2 separate regions of the Rattus norvegicus genome follow, and region 1 is linked to region 2. A link is a contact called in public Hi-C data. All regions are on one chromosome and are shown on one strand. Each heading gives the region's core, a stretch centred on a gene start, on an enhancer-like site or on the middle of the called end of the contact. The rest is flanking DNA. Distances are from core to core; before and after follow the strand shown.

Region 1 (6,021 bases), core at 1,528-4,027, 180 kb before region 2:
AGGTTTCCCTAAGCAACCGTTCATCCTCCCTTTGGGAAAACAAAATGAAATGAAACAAAAAGGCCAGTGCTTACCTGGGTCTCTTTTCCAGCATATTCGATACAAGCCCACCAGAGTAAACACCAAGACTGTTATAACAATCAGCGCGATAACCACGGGCAAAATAACACCTGAAAAGTATTGGGAACATCGTCAGCTCCAGTGGTGCTGATTCCATACAGATAGACCACACCGGACAGAACATGTGTGCTTTCTTCTTTAAACAACATTTTATCAAACCACTAGTATATTTCAGGCAATAATTAATATGATTTATGGGTTTGCTCTGCTTGTCATTTCTGACATATCCACTTGATGTCACCCTTGTAGCCTTTCTTCAACAGACTACCAAACCTCAGAGAGATGGCTTCCCATCTTCCGGGTGGCTGGGGGAGTAAGGAGAAAGACTAGAGGAAACAGTTCTCTTTATTATATCTATATATATTTTTGTATTTTATTGTAATAAAGTTACTTGAAAAAATACAGCTTACTGGGTGGTTCTAATTCAAAGGCTGAGACTTGCAAATATCTTTTCATCGTGTTGCCTTGAAGATAGAAAATGTGCAAAGGAGCATAAACAGATGGATGAAATAGCTTTTTAGAAAGTCTAAAACATAGCTTGAAATAGGTGTGACATTATTAGCTCTTCAGAAAGAAAGTGGCATTTATCAGTGGGTCAGTTCTTTTTGTGATTCCTTAATTAATGAAATGCTTTTTACCGACACCAAAGATACTCATTTGTACCTCCAGCTTCCCACACGTTCACCTTACTGTTACTTACTATAACTATTGAGTATCTTGAGTATTCTTTACTCAGACTTAGCACATCTGTGAGGTGTTATATTCTTAGACATGTTTATGTTAAAACGAAATTAACTGCAACCGATATGATAAAATTTCATCAAGGTTAAAAAAAGCATTGTTTTTATTATTGGTTGCTGTAGGAATATTTAATTGACAAAGGAAGGCGTACGGCATGATGATTTGCATAAAAGTTATTAGCGTGGAGATTTTGCCTTAGTTGAATACACTCCCATTAAGCTTTTAGTTGCCTCTTCTGGTGATTGCTTACCACAGGACAAAAGTGGAAAAGAAACAGAAAGAGAAATTTAAAAAAAAAAAAAGAAAATGGCCACAGTGTGGTAACTAAGATCAGGCTTATGAGGAATTTTTAAGCAGGCTGTAGTGAGGATGACAATGGAGTCACATGTTGAGTAAAGTTGGGAACAGGCTATCCACAGCCCCATTCCTTCATTGTTCTCACTCACATATTCTGTGTGTCTGTTTCCAGGAATGGAAATACATATGCTACTCACTGGAATAGGAGGGGGTGGTTGATGTAGTGGCTGTGATCTTCCCATCCTCAGTATCTGTTATTTTGAGAAAGAACATAGCTAAAGTCACCTTTGATAAATATGATAATCCACATAACCCTCCCTCTGCTCCCATTTAAGGATATATTCATGATTTATCGTTATGATGTCGCAAATGCAAAATTTTCTCTCACCCTGCAAGAGTGTGTCTCAAAAATGAAGATGGATAGTATTTATTCCATAAAGAAGAGTGAAGTAGAAGAAGTTTCCATCTAGATACACAAAAATCATACCCTGAATCTGTGAGATGGTTTTTGCAGTTGTTAGCGATGCAGAGGGCGTCTCGGTCGTCTTTGGTTTTTGGTCATCTGGCAGTTGATTGGTACCTGTAGGAAAATCACAAACCCAGGCTCAGTTTAGGCACCGAGACTTCAGTATTGGGTTTCTTTGAAGATTTAAACAGTCTGCATTTTGAAAGATCTGGGAAAACACTTTATTTCTGTATAAGAGAGATGCATGAAATGGTAATGCTGAACTTGACATCACGTATTTCTTCTGGAAAGATAGCAGACTTTGGCACCACGTGAACTGGATATCGACATTACGTCATCCGGAGAACTGCCTAAGAAAATGTGAGCAAGTCTCATATTCTGGTCCCCATTTCACAGAACCAAAAGCATGAGGTTCTTGTGAGATGTCAATCTACGATAAACACTAACCACACGTCAGATATTTTTGACCTTGGTAAATGCTATTTTGTCTATCACACATGCTTAACATAGATATAAATGTAGAAAGCTTCTGATTTTATGTTATTTTCCAATGGTCGAAGATAAAAGATCACTACGTAGCCTTTGATAAGAAGTCCAGGAGAAATGGTAGAGACTCCTTGATTTCCCTCCATAAGTTGCTACAACTGTATGAGCATCTTCCATTGAATAATGACTGGTAGATTGTATCATTGATCATGATCTTTTCTTCCTTTAAGGAAAATGTTCTTTCCTTATTTAATCAGAGGACTAAGCAGATTATTATTAATAATAAAAATTATTAAAATTTTAAATATAAGACAACATAGATTAATATATGTGACATAAAGCACTGCATTTCACTGTCTTTGTATCATGGCTGCTGGCTCATCCTTCCACAAAGCTCCCAGAGTGCAAAAGGCCTCAACATCCCTCCCACCAATTCCTGCCTTAGCCAGTGGGCACTAAACAAGACTGACTGCTTCCCTGCACCGACAAATCCATTTTGCTGAGGATCCCGTAGAGGTGTTGAGACCCTGCATAATGGCACCAGAGAGATTAATATTTCTAGGGCTGCGCCATGGCTCCTTTCTCCTCTGCCACCCACAGCATAGCACACGCTGCATGCTCTGTGGGGGCAGAATCATGTTGGGAGTCGACACTCTGCTTGCCAGGCAAGAGATATGTGGGAAGGAGCTGGATACATGCCCATAGGAACAAAGAGAAATGTCAGGCTAGTGCACAAAGCAGGGGGGAAAACGAAAAAAGGAAAAAAAATATTAAGCAAAAGTGCAGGAGCTAGCCGAGAGCTCTGTACTGTTAGTTTTGTTTTCCTGTGTCAAGGGCTGTGTGGGGGTGAATAGTCTTTTGGGTGTTTAGGTACAGGACAAGATGGCTTGCTGAATAACCAGTGCTTGTTCAATTTAGAACAGCTAGTTTTCAAGACTCCCTATACTCCCTCATTACCTCCTTATTTTCAGGCCAAGGGTGGACTGAGGACTCTTTCTGATTCAAGCTACGCCACCCCAAGCTTTCTGTAGAAAAGCTGATTTGATTGTCCAGGGTCAGTGGTTACCACTGTGAGTCAAAAGATTGCTTTGATAACATTCTTAAGTGAATGGTCAGGGCGGGTGAAGTAGAAACTTCCAAGTTTCTATTTTTGTTTTTCCTGTAACTGGAATTCTTAAGAAATCTTTTCTGACTGGAATGATGGCTCAGTGATTAGGAGCTCTGACTGCTCTTCCAGAGGTCCTGAGTTCAAATCCCAGCAACCACATATTGGCTCACAACCATCTGTAATGGGTTCTGATGCCCTGTTCTGGTGTGTCTGAAGACAGCTACAGTGCACTTATATACAATAAATAAATCTTTAAAAAAACCAAAATAATATCTTTTCTGAATTCAACACCACACACACACACACACACACACACACACACACACACACACACACACACACATCTGTGACTATAACAGAGGGATTCATAGTGTGATCTGATGATCTTGAGCTTCATTTATTGTGTGAAAAATGTGCCACTGCAAATTTCTACCAAAATACCATGGTCAGGGAAGGTCCAGATGAAGACTAATGCGGTAGGTAAGAACATGGTTCTGAAAGCCAGAGTCAAACTCTAACTGCAAAGCTTACTTCCTGTGGAGACTTGACAAGCGATTTAACCTCCTTTTGTCTGATTTTCTTACATGTAAATGGGGCTAGAATAGTTTAACATTATATTGTTGCCATAAAGATTAAATCGACTAGGAGAATAAATGATCCTAGCATAGTTATTTTAAATTATATAACATTATGTAATATAGGCTATATGATATTGTTATAATGTATGATTATGTCTTTTAGGAAGGTAAACTTTTCAACCAAAGGCAGTTTGTCTGATTTCCTAAAAAAATTCAGAGTATAGCCATGTGAAATTGACTTTTCAAACATCTCTGTTTCAGGTGCCTTTAAAAAAAAATGCCTGGAGAAGTCAGGAGTGGGAGAAATTAGAACTCATGCCCTTCTTAGATCACGTGTTTGCACTGGGTCCTGAGTTTCGTGATTCTGTTGGTTAGTGATCTACAGAGGCACTCCATCACAACTTAAATGACTTCAGGTCAAAATTCACATCAAACTATGTGAAGCAAGTTCTCTTAGAGCCAAATCTCTTGCACTGAAATGTGTTCGTGTTTTTCCCATACGTGCTGAGAGAGGCCACGTTCTGGTTTTGAGGACAAGGTTTCATTATACATCTCTGGCTATCCTGGACTCGTTAAGTAAAGGAGATGGCTCAAAACTGCCCCTTCCTCTAGAGTGCTGGGATCAAAGGCATGCAGCACGATGTACACGTTTTTCCTGTAAACTTCATAAGTCGTTTGAACCTTCACTAATAGAAGACTTCAATGATAGCTGAAGAAATCTGAGTTTGACCTGAGAATTGTATTCAAAGGCCTGAAGTTATAGAAATGTAGGTGGCTGTGATTCCCCAGGCTGGATGAAAGTCTGGCCAAGGTGACAATACCGAGAGCCTTAGATACCTTCCAAGATTCTTTTGGGCTGGAGGATTCCCTGATGACCCTTTAATAACTTCCTAAGCATGAATGCCAATCAAGGAGGCTTTTGCCCAGCTCTCCTCTTCTGCCTTCCCCCAACTTACCTTTCTGCTAGTGGCTTCTCCAGCCCCCCACTACATTCATGTATTTATTATTATTTTTATACAAGCGCATAAATATATAAATACAGCCCATTGAGTCCATTTAATGTTGCCTGTATGTTTTGGTGTTTTCCACTTGGTATTAGATAACAAGTACAGGTGCTGATGCTGACACTGGCATCCTGATGTTGAACATCCTGACACCCAAGGAAGGAATGAAGTCTATGCTGGGCTCTCCTTATCAGAAACGAAATGGTGGATTAGAAAAGCAGCCAGAACAACATAGTTCAGATGAGGGCTACTATGTACTATGCTTGCAATTGGTGTAGCTCTGTTGACAGAGGAGAGTACAATGGTAGGAATCCTAGAACTTTCTTCCAGCTTTAAGAATGTAGATTCTTGTCAGATGATGCTTTGCTTTTTCACAGCTCTTTTGTGCATTTTCTGGAGATGTCTATGTTACCAGTAGAACATCAGAGGGGAGTTTTTCTGCCTTTACTTGGTTTAGATAGATTTCTATTCTCCTCAGAGCTTACCTTTGTAAACTGGGACAATTTATACAGGAATGGGAAAGTTTTACCCCAAAGTCATTCACTTTACTTTGGGATATCAATGTGACTAACCTGAGATAGTAACATATGCTTACCTGGACATTATTATGAATTGAGATCTATTCACTTTGGATAACTCTATAGAAATTAATATTAAGGGAGGGTTTCCTCTTCCTTAATCAGTTTAAATAGTTATTAAGTGCCAGGAATTTGTGCATGAGATGCAAGAAAAAATGAAGCATGATACTATTATTGTATATGTACCAGGTAATTTTATCCCTAAGGAAGTATATTTAATCTTGTGTTTTAAGAATGCGAGATTCTGTGGTTCAGGGAGATAAGTTAACAAGTCTGACAGTAAGAGAGAGGTAAAGTAAGTTAAATATACTCTAAAACCACTTTTATATCCCTTCTATTCTGTCCCAGGATAAACAGATTCTAAAGACTATTCTGTTTGTTCATAAATCTTACATTTTTACAAAATGAAAACCGAAGCCCAGAGAGGTTAAGTATCCTCTCAAGACCACACAGTAAGTAGACTGGAGAGCAGGTATTTCAATGCAAGTTTAGAGCCAATTACTTATTTTGATGATATAAAGCCATAAGCTACCAACTCTAGATAGCTTACCGTAGGCGTATTGCTAGCATGAGTGGATCCTCACTGAGTAGAAATGTCAGGATTCTGCCACTATAAGATAGGGAGATCAGTGGAGAATACTCT
Region 2 (6,501 bases), core at 2,229-4,728:
CATAGCAGTCACCAAAGACCATTGTTAAAACACAGAGATTTACATTAAAATTCATAACAGTAGCAAAATTACAGTTATGAAGTAGCAGTGAAAATAATGTTATGATTGAGGTTGCCACAACATGAGGAACCAACTGTCTGACAGAGTCACAGCATTGTGAAGGTTGAGAACCGCTCCTCTAGGCAGTGGTGGAGCGGTCTCTCTTATATGATTATAACATTTATGTTCGTCATTCCATTATTTCTTATAGAAATTTCTCTTCTTAAAATACACACCGTAGCTGGCTGTGGTGGTAGACACCTGCGATCTCAGCACTCAGGAGGCAGAAGCAGATGAATTGTCATGAGTTTCAAGCCAGCATGGATTGTGACAGAGAATCCTAAGGTAGCCAAGACTACATAACAAAAACTTTTCTCAAAATAAATAAATAACAAAAGTAAACATGAAACTAAACTGCACTCACTCCAGTATAAACGCTTCCAATGTTGTCTCCACCAGCCTATTTGGACTGTAAACTTCATCTGTCATGGAAAAATGTTTCTCTAAAACATGCGTAATATCATAAGAGGCAAGTAATGTATTCCTGGTTTCTGAAGTAAAACTGTCATTTTCCTAGCAGTATAAGAGTTAATTTGCTATTTTAGCAATTAGGGCATGAAGTTGGGGTTAAGCCTTGTGAAGTCAGATGCGTTGTAGATTAAAATTAATGAAATATGATAATTTAATGAGATTTAAATCTAACAGCTTTCTGTTTCCTCTAGGGAACTAAGCAGAGTGGAGATGGGCAATGGTGGAAATACAAATTCTATGTATAATCTCAGAGAGGAAAAGAAAGAAAGCATTGAGTACATGGATCAGATTATTATGTAATCAATCAATCAAACAAACAACCCAAAACAACAAAAAAGCAAGAAAAGAAAAACATCATCTTTTCACTCATTTTTGAATCCAAGATTCTACATAGATTTACATATATAAAATCTGTGTATATATGATGTGATTATAGAAATGAGAAAAGGGAATAGCAGGAGGTATAGGGAGAGATATGGGTGAGACTCTGACAAATCTGAATAGAGTGTATTTAGAAGCCTGTCTCCCTATATGGCAGACAGACACCAAAAAGAAAATGTCCTGTATTCAAGACAGCTAGAATGAGATCATACTTAAAACAACCAGGACTCAATCAATTTTTGGGTGAAAAATAAATGTCAGGGACAAGTAGATGTAGAAAGCTGTAGAAATTTCTAAATGGACCAGGAAGTGAGTTAGGGGAGACAGTGCAAAGAACAGAACAGAATGGCAGAGACCTTAGAGCTTATAGCATTAAGGGAAGAATGACCCTGGTTAACACAGTGAACTGGCTGGAAGGGAAGGGACGGAGGCTGCAGTGAGAGGAGACACCTGGTTCTCACTCTGCCCAGGAGTAACAGGATTCTTTTCCAGGAGCAGTCACTTCACACAAGCACACACCGAATGAACTAACCAGGGCGAGCGCTCAGAGTCAGTCACCAGGAGCAGAGAAGCAGCTTAGTTAGGTGAGTTCAATCCCCGGCCAGGATGCTGAAATGAGAGCCTGGCTGAGGATCCAACAAATCTTTTATGCTTTTTTTTTTTTTGGTTCTTTTTTTTCGGAGCTGGGGACCGAACCCAGGGCCTTGCGCTTCCTAGGTAAGCGCTCTACCACTGAGCTAAATCCCCAGCCCCTAACAAATCTTATAAGGAAGGAGATTTGACTTCCAATTTGACATATTGGTAGAGCAGAAAAAAAGGGATTCTAAAATATTGTCTAATTACTTAAGAAAAATTAAAGCAGTGTTATCTTAAAACTAAGGTGGGGAGATGATTTATTCTGACAATTATATAGTCATGGTGGCATAGTTTCAGACTAAGAGCTGAGTAGTGTTTTCTATATATTCATATGCAGATATTCAATTCTTCATATGATACTAAAAGGCAGGAACTAAAAATTTAATTTTATAAGCAAGAAAATGAAGGCTCAAAAGGTCCCAATTTTTATGTGAAAAATGCATAACCTTAAGTGTTTATGACTGCCAAAACTAAATCCCTGGGCTGCTCGTGTATTTTATTTGAGTGGAAGCTGAACAGACAACAGAACCTTCAAGAGTCTATGTCTTAAGGAAAGTATAAACAGGCCTGGAGAAATGCTGAGTACCTGGATGTAGAAGTCACCAGAGGTAGCTCAGCTTGGAAGTAAGTGATTACCTCAGGGTTGAGGAATATGAGAAGGATAGAGAGAGATAAAAACCCAAAAGCTCAAATTGTGAGAGCTACTTGGAATGGTGGGTAGAAAGCAGTGAGGGGTTAAGAGCATCAAGGAGTGAATTGTTAATAAACCTCAGTCATGCGAACAAGGAATGTCCAATAACAAAGGGACAGACTGGGAATGAAGTATGTTCCAGAAAGAGGGGACTGCCAAACAGTGCCAAGAAGAAAGAACAAGGGGAAGGAGACAGGCAATGAAGGGTTTAACCTGAAAACAGCAGTTTCTATAGAGGACAAGAGTTGGGTTATGTTTTGACGGACAGATCCCAGGAGTTACCTACTGTTTGGAGATCAAGTATCTGGAGCATGTGAAGCCTCCTTCAGTGTCAAAGGATCACACTAAGTTGTCTTAGCTTCGGATGTCCCAGTGGATAAGAGACCAGGGGGTGAGTGAACAACCATATGAGTGTCCTAGTTTCAAACGCTGGCAAACACAAACAATCCAGAACTATCTGGTGATAGTGCAGTAAGGATCCATTCTTGCTTCTAGACAGTGTACTCTTGCTGTGGCGTCACATGCATGTGGAGTGTATGTTGTGGGGAAAACAGATATCTTTAGACTCTTCTGGTAGATACATTGCTAGCAACATTAGGACTCCGTCTTTGTGATTTAATCTGAATTGTTTCCACTCTCAAAGACCTTATTTCTAGGCACCAGCATATTTAATGTATGAGCTTCAACCTACATGTTTGCAGGCTGCGAAGGTACAAATACATTCTACAGCAATGGCCATGGGGGTTGATTATCAATTGTCTGTATTCAATTGACAAAATTCTACACTGTCTCATGCTGACCCTCTCTAGTTTCATTTTACAGTAAACAAGGCACACTAGCAAAAACATCTATAGTTTTTAAAATATCAAAATCAGTGATTTGATCTTTACCAATTAGACGGCCAATCAACTGAGATTTCTGAAGATGAAAGTGAGCTATACTCCCCAGAAATCTGTGAGTCTTATCTAGAATCTTCCTTCTTTTTTGTTTACCTTTGGTTCTAAAACGGAGTAGAGCAGGTCTGTCCCACCTCTGGGCTCATGAAACCGGGAGAAAAGTGAGACACAGATGCTGCTTCAGGTCTCAATTCCTCTGTTTCAGGATGCTAAGCTGTTGCCTTCATTGTCATAGGCAGCATACTTTAAGCTCCATATGCTATAAGCAAATGGATTTAGGAGAGCAGATATCTGCATGGTTGATACACTCAGCATCCTTTGTTAGGCAGTGTCTCTGTCTCCTAGCAACATTGTAGGGAAATCCATCAGGGGTATGAAATTAGATGTCCATGTAGGCGGAATACCTGTAGAGTGTTCAGTTTTATGAAAAGCTTTCACTAAAAATTATATATATTATGCAAAATGCTACAGTAACATAAGGTTAAAGTAGAAATTGTTCAACTCCCACATGAGCAATTTAAGGTTCCAACAGTACCCAGTAGCCAAGAGTCTGCAGTGTACAAAAAAAGAAGAAAAAAGGCTCAGAAAGATACTGTAAAAGACACTGTAAAGCCAGGTAGGCTAACAACCCAGAACAGTTTCTTTCTCAATAAAGGGGGTGGGAGGAGACATTTTGCAGGTTGTTTTGTGAAAAAAAAAATTCTCTCACCTTTGGGAGGGGACAAAATGAATTACTCTCTCCTGCAAATAAACAGCAAACAAGATGGAAATATAAAATTCCAGAACAGATGACAAGGAGCTCTTCCCTGAATGTACTGGTTGCCCCCACACATCTAAACCCATACAAATAGATCTATTCCTTATTACTTCATTTCTTACAGTAGGTGACAGTCATCTGTCTACCTCAGCCATCAAATGCAATCAAACTAATAATTCAGGTCCAAGAGGAACATGTCCTAGGATCATTGTGAGATGAACCTGCCCAAGAGATTCTTGAGGAATGATTAATTCTACAGAGAGTATGGCACATGGTGTTTGCCTCATTGACGCAAGGCCTGTGAAGAAGTTCACACCCACAAAGAGCCTGTTACCTTTCTTCCAGCCTTTAGAGAATGAGATAAGTTTCTTCTCAGTTGCTTTATTATGTAGTTAGATTCATATTCCTACTACCTTACAACTAATATTGTTAAGTACTTATTGTATATTATGCAGTCATCTGAACTGGAATTTACACAGACACACACACACACACACACACACACACACACACACACACACGGTATATATGCAAATATCTAGCTGCATAGGATTGAGCTTATTTGTGTCGGGCACTGTGCCTGATGTTGGTAAATGATTGTGGATAGTTCAGGCTGCCAGGGTTGCTATGGAATTCACAGTCCTGAGAAAGATGGACATACAGTAAAAATTAAAGCTAGGTGCTATCAAAGGACATTTGCTTAAAATATTCAGATAATGAAAGACCTTTTCCTTTTAATTTAATTACCCTCTTTAAATATAAATTATAATTAATAATTGTGCTAGTTGTTTTTATGTTCTATTCTTTTGGGGAAAAAAAGGCTTTTCAAAAGTCATGAAAGAACACTCAACGTAAAGATTGGTGATCAAACTAAGGATGGTTTCAGCTCTCTGGCAGTATTAGGAGAGCCCGAAGGGCCTCAGGCAGGTAGACAGCTCTTCCTTTCTGGGTCCCTTGGTTTGTCTATAGACTTCACTTCTTCAAGGATGGAATGGAAGGTTGAAACATTGATCTTTTTAGGGTAATCCAGATTTCTTCTACCTGATACCTTAGACCAGGACCAGATCTTTGATAAGTGTTATATGAACCAAAGGACCAAACTCCAGCTTCCATGAAGGGAAGAAGAAAAGAAAAGACATGCCAAGTTAAGATGTCTGCTATAAACTTGATGCATTCTAGAAAATCTTTCTTTTAAACTATTATAAATTTTAGGTTTCTTAGTACATGTAGACTGGATTAACACAACACATTAAATTAAGTTTCTTATAAACAAACAACAAAAATTTGTAGGATGAGAAGGTCAGTACCAGGGCCTTGGTAGATCTGAAGCCCACTGAGTGATCTTTCCAGTTCGGACACGATAGTGCCTTTCCAGTCACACTTTCACATGAAAGTGGCAAGGCCTGTGTTAGAAATGTCCTAATCCCATCAGGAAAGTTCTCACTCTTGTGACTTAACCCATGGCCTCATCTTTGAATCACATTGACAAATATAGGCTTTGGTATATGAATTTTGGAGAAACACAAACATTCAGGGGTCCAGAAACACTGGTGATTTGACACTTACTTATTCTATTGTCTAGAACTGGGTATTTCCTTGTTTTGGCAAACAAAAGCTTGGGCATATCACTCTCAAATAGCAAGGCACATGAATTCACTCAGACCACTGTGATGGAGTGAGAACTCAAGAGAACCCTGGGAGGAGATTGGCACATGATGCAGGCCATGCCTCTATCAGTGGTATCTCAAGCAGGATCCCCACAAGAGTGTTTTTACTTGGGCCTCAGGTCTTCGGACTATGGTACAAATTTCCTTCTCCATCTTCTCATAGCTTCTGTAACCTGACACCTCCTAAAATATCCTTTTCTTCTGTTTAAGTTAATCTGAGTCAGTTTCTGTTTTTAAGTGTTGAGAACTTTGACTACTATGGGTAGGAAGCTAGATCACGAATCATGGGGGAGAAAGGCTATATCAGGTATAACAGCAACAAGGCTAAGTTCTTAGAGGAAAGATTGGCAAAGTTGAATTCCCTAACTTGGTTTTTGTATTTATAGTTACACAAGGATCACCACAGAGTAGGAAAGCTGGCGAAAAATTCGAATGTTAACCAAGGTTATGTTCATCCATTATCCACTAAAATTAGGAAGACCCAATATAAGGATTTACTTGTACTAGCTCTAAAAATACTTCCCGAAGAGGTATTCATTCAGTTTTTTATTCAGTCTATCATAATACCTGACTTGAGCCAGATCTACTAACTAGACATGAGTGGAATGACAGTAAACACAATAAATGCAGCACCCATCTTCCTGAAAATTAGAGATGAGTAAGGGAGATATTAAATAATTATATACACAGTTACTCTTCATTTTGTTTTTATGGATTCATCTACTTAGTGAAAAATATTTATTCCTCTAGAACGTATCAGAAACCTGAGAGGTGAGAGACTCTCAGGACTCAAAGGGAGGGACCTTAGAGGAAATGCCCTACAGTAGGGAGAGGGAACTTGTAGAATCCACCTCCAGTAGAAAGACATGACATCAATTGTAGGGATGGGGTTGTCATCCCATA

What was found. Hi-C and Micro-C count contacts between places; a contact is called where the count stands out from the background.
Region 1: a Hi-C map of frontal cortex shows a contact between it and region 2, with 2.1 times the contacts expected there. The contact joins two enhancer-like sites.

Annotation. Positions count from the first base shown.
Region 1 is chr2:228,626,062-228,632,082 of GRCr8, reverse strand. Emcn (endomucin) reads right to left here. Exons shown (of 12, transcript NM_001004228.1): 6 at 1,646-1,738; 7 at 1,356-1,409; 8 at 75-170. Among named protein-coding and RNA genes, the nearest start is that of Emcn, 65 kb to the right of the region's middle. Within about 2 kb of position 2,777, at least 32 of the 93 cell types and tissues checked have an H3K27ac peak or open chromatin away from gene starts, as enhancers often do.
Region 2 is chr2:228,450,703-228,457,203 of GRCr8, reverse strand. No RefSeq gene overlaps it. Among named protein-coding and RNA genes, the nearest start is that of Emcn, 110 kb to the left of the region's middle. Within about 2 kb of position 3,478, at least 15 of the 93 cell types and tissues checked have an H3K27ac peak or open chromatin away from gene starts, as enhancers often do.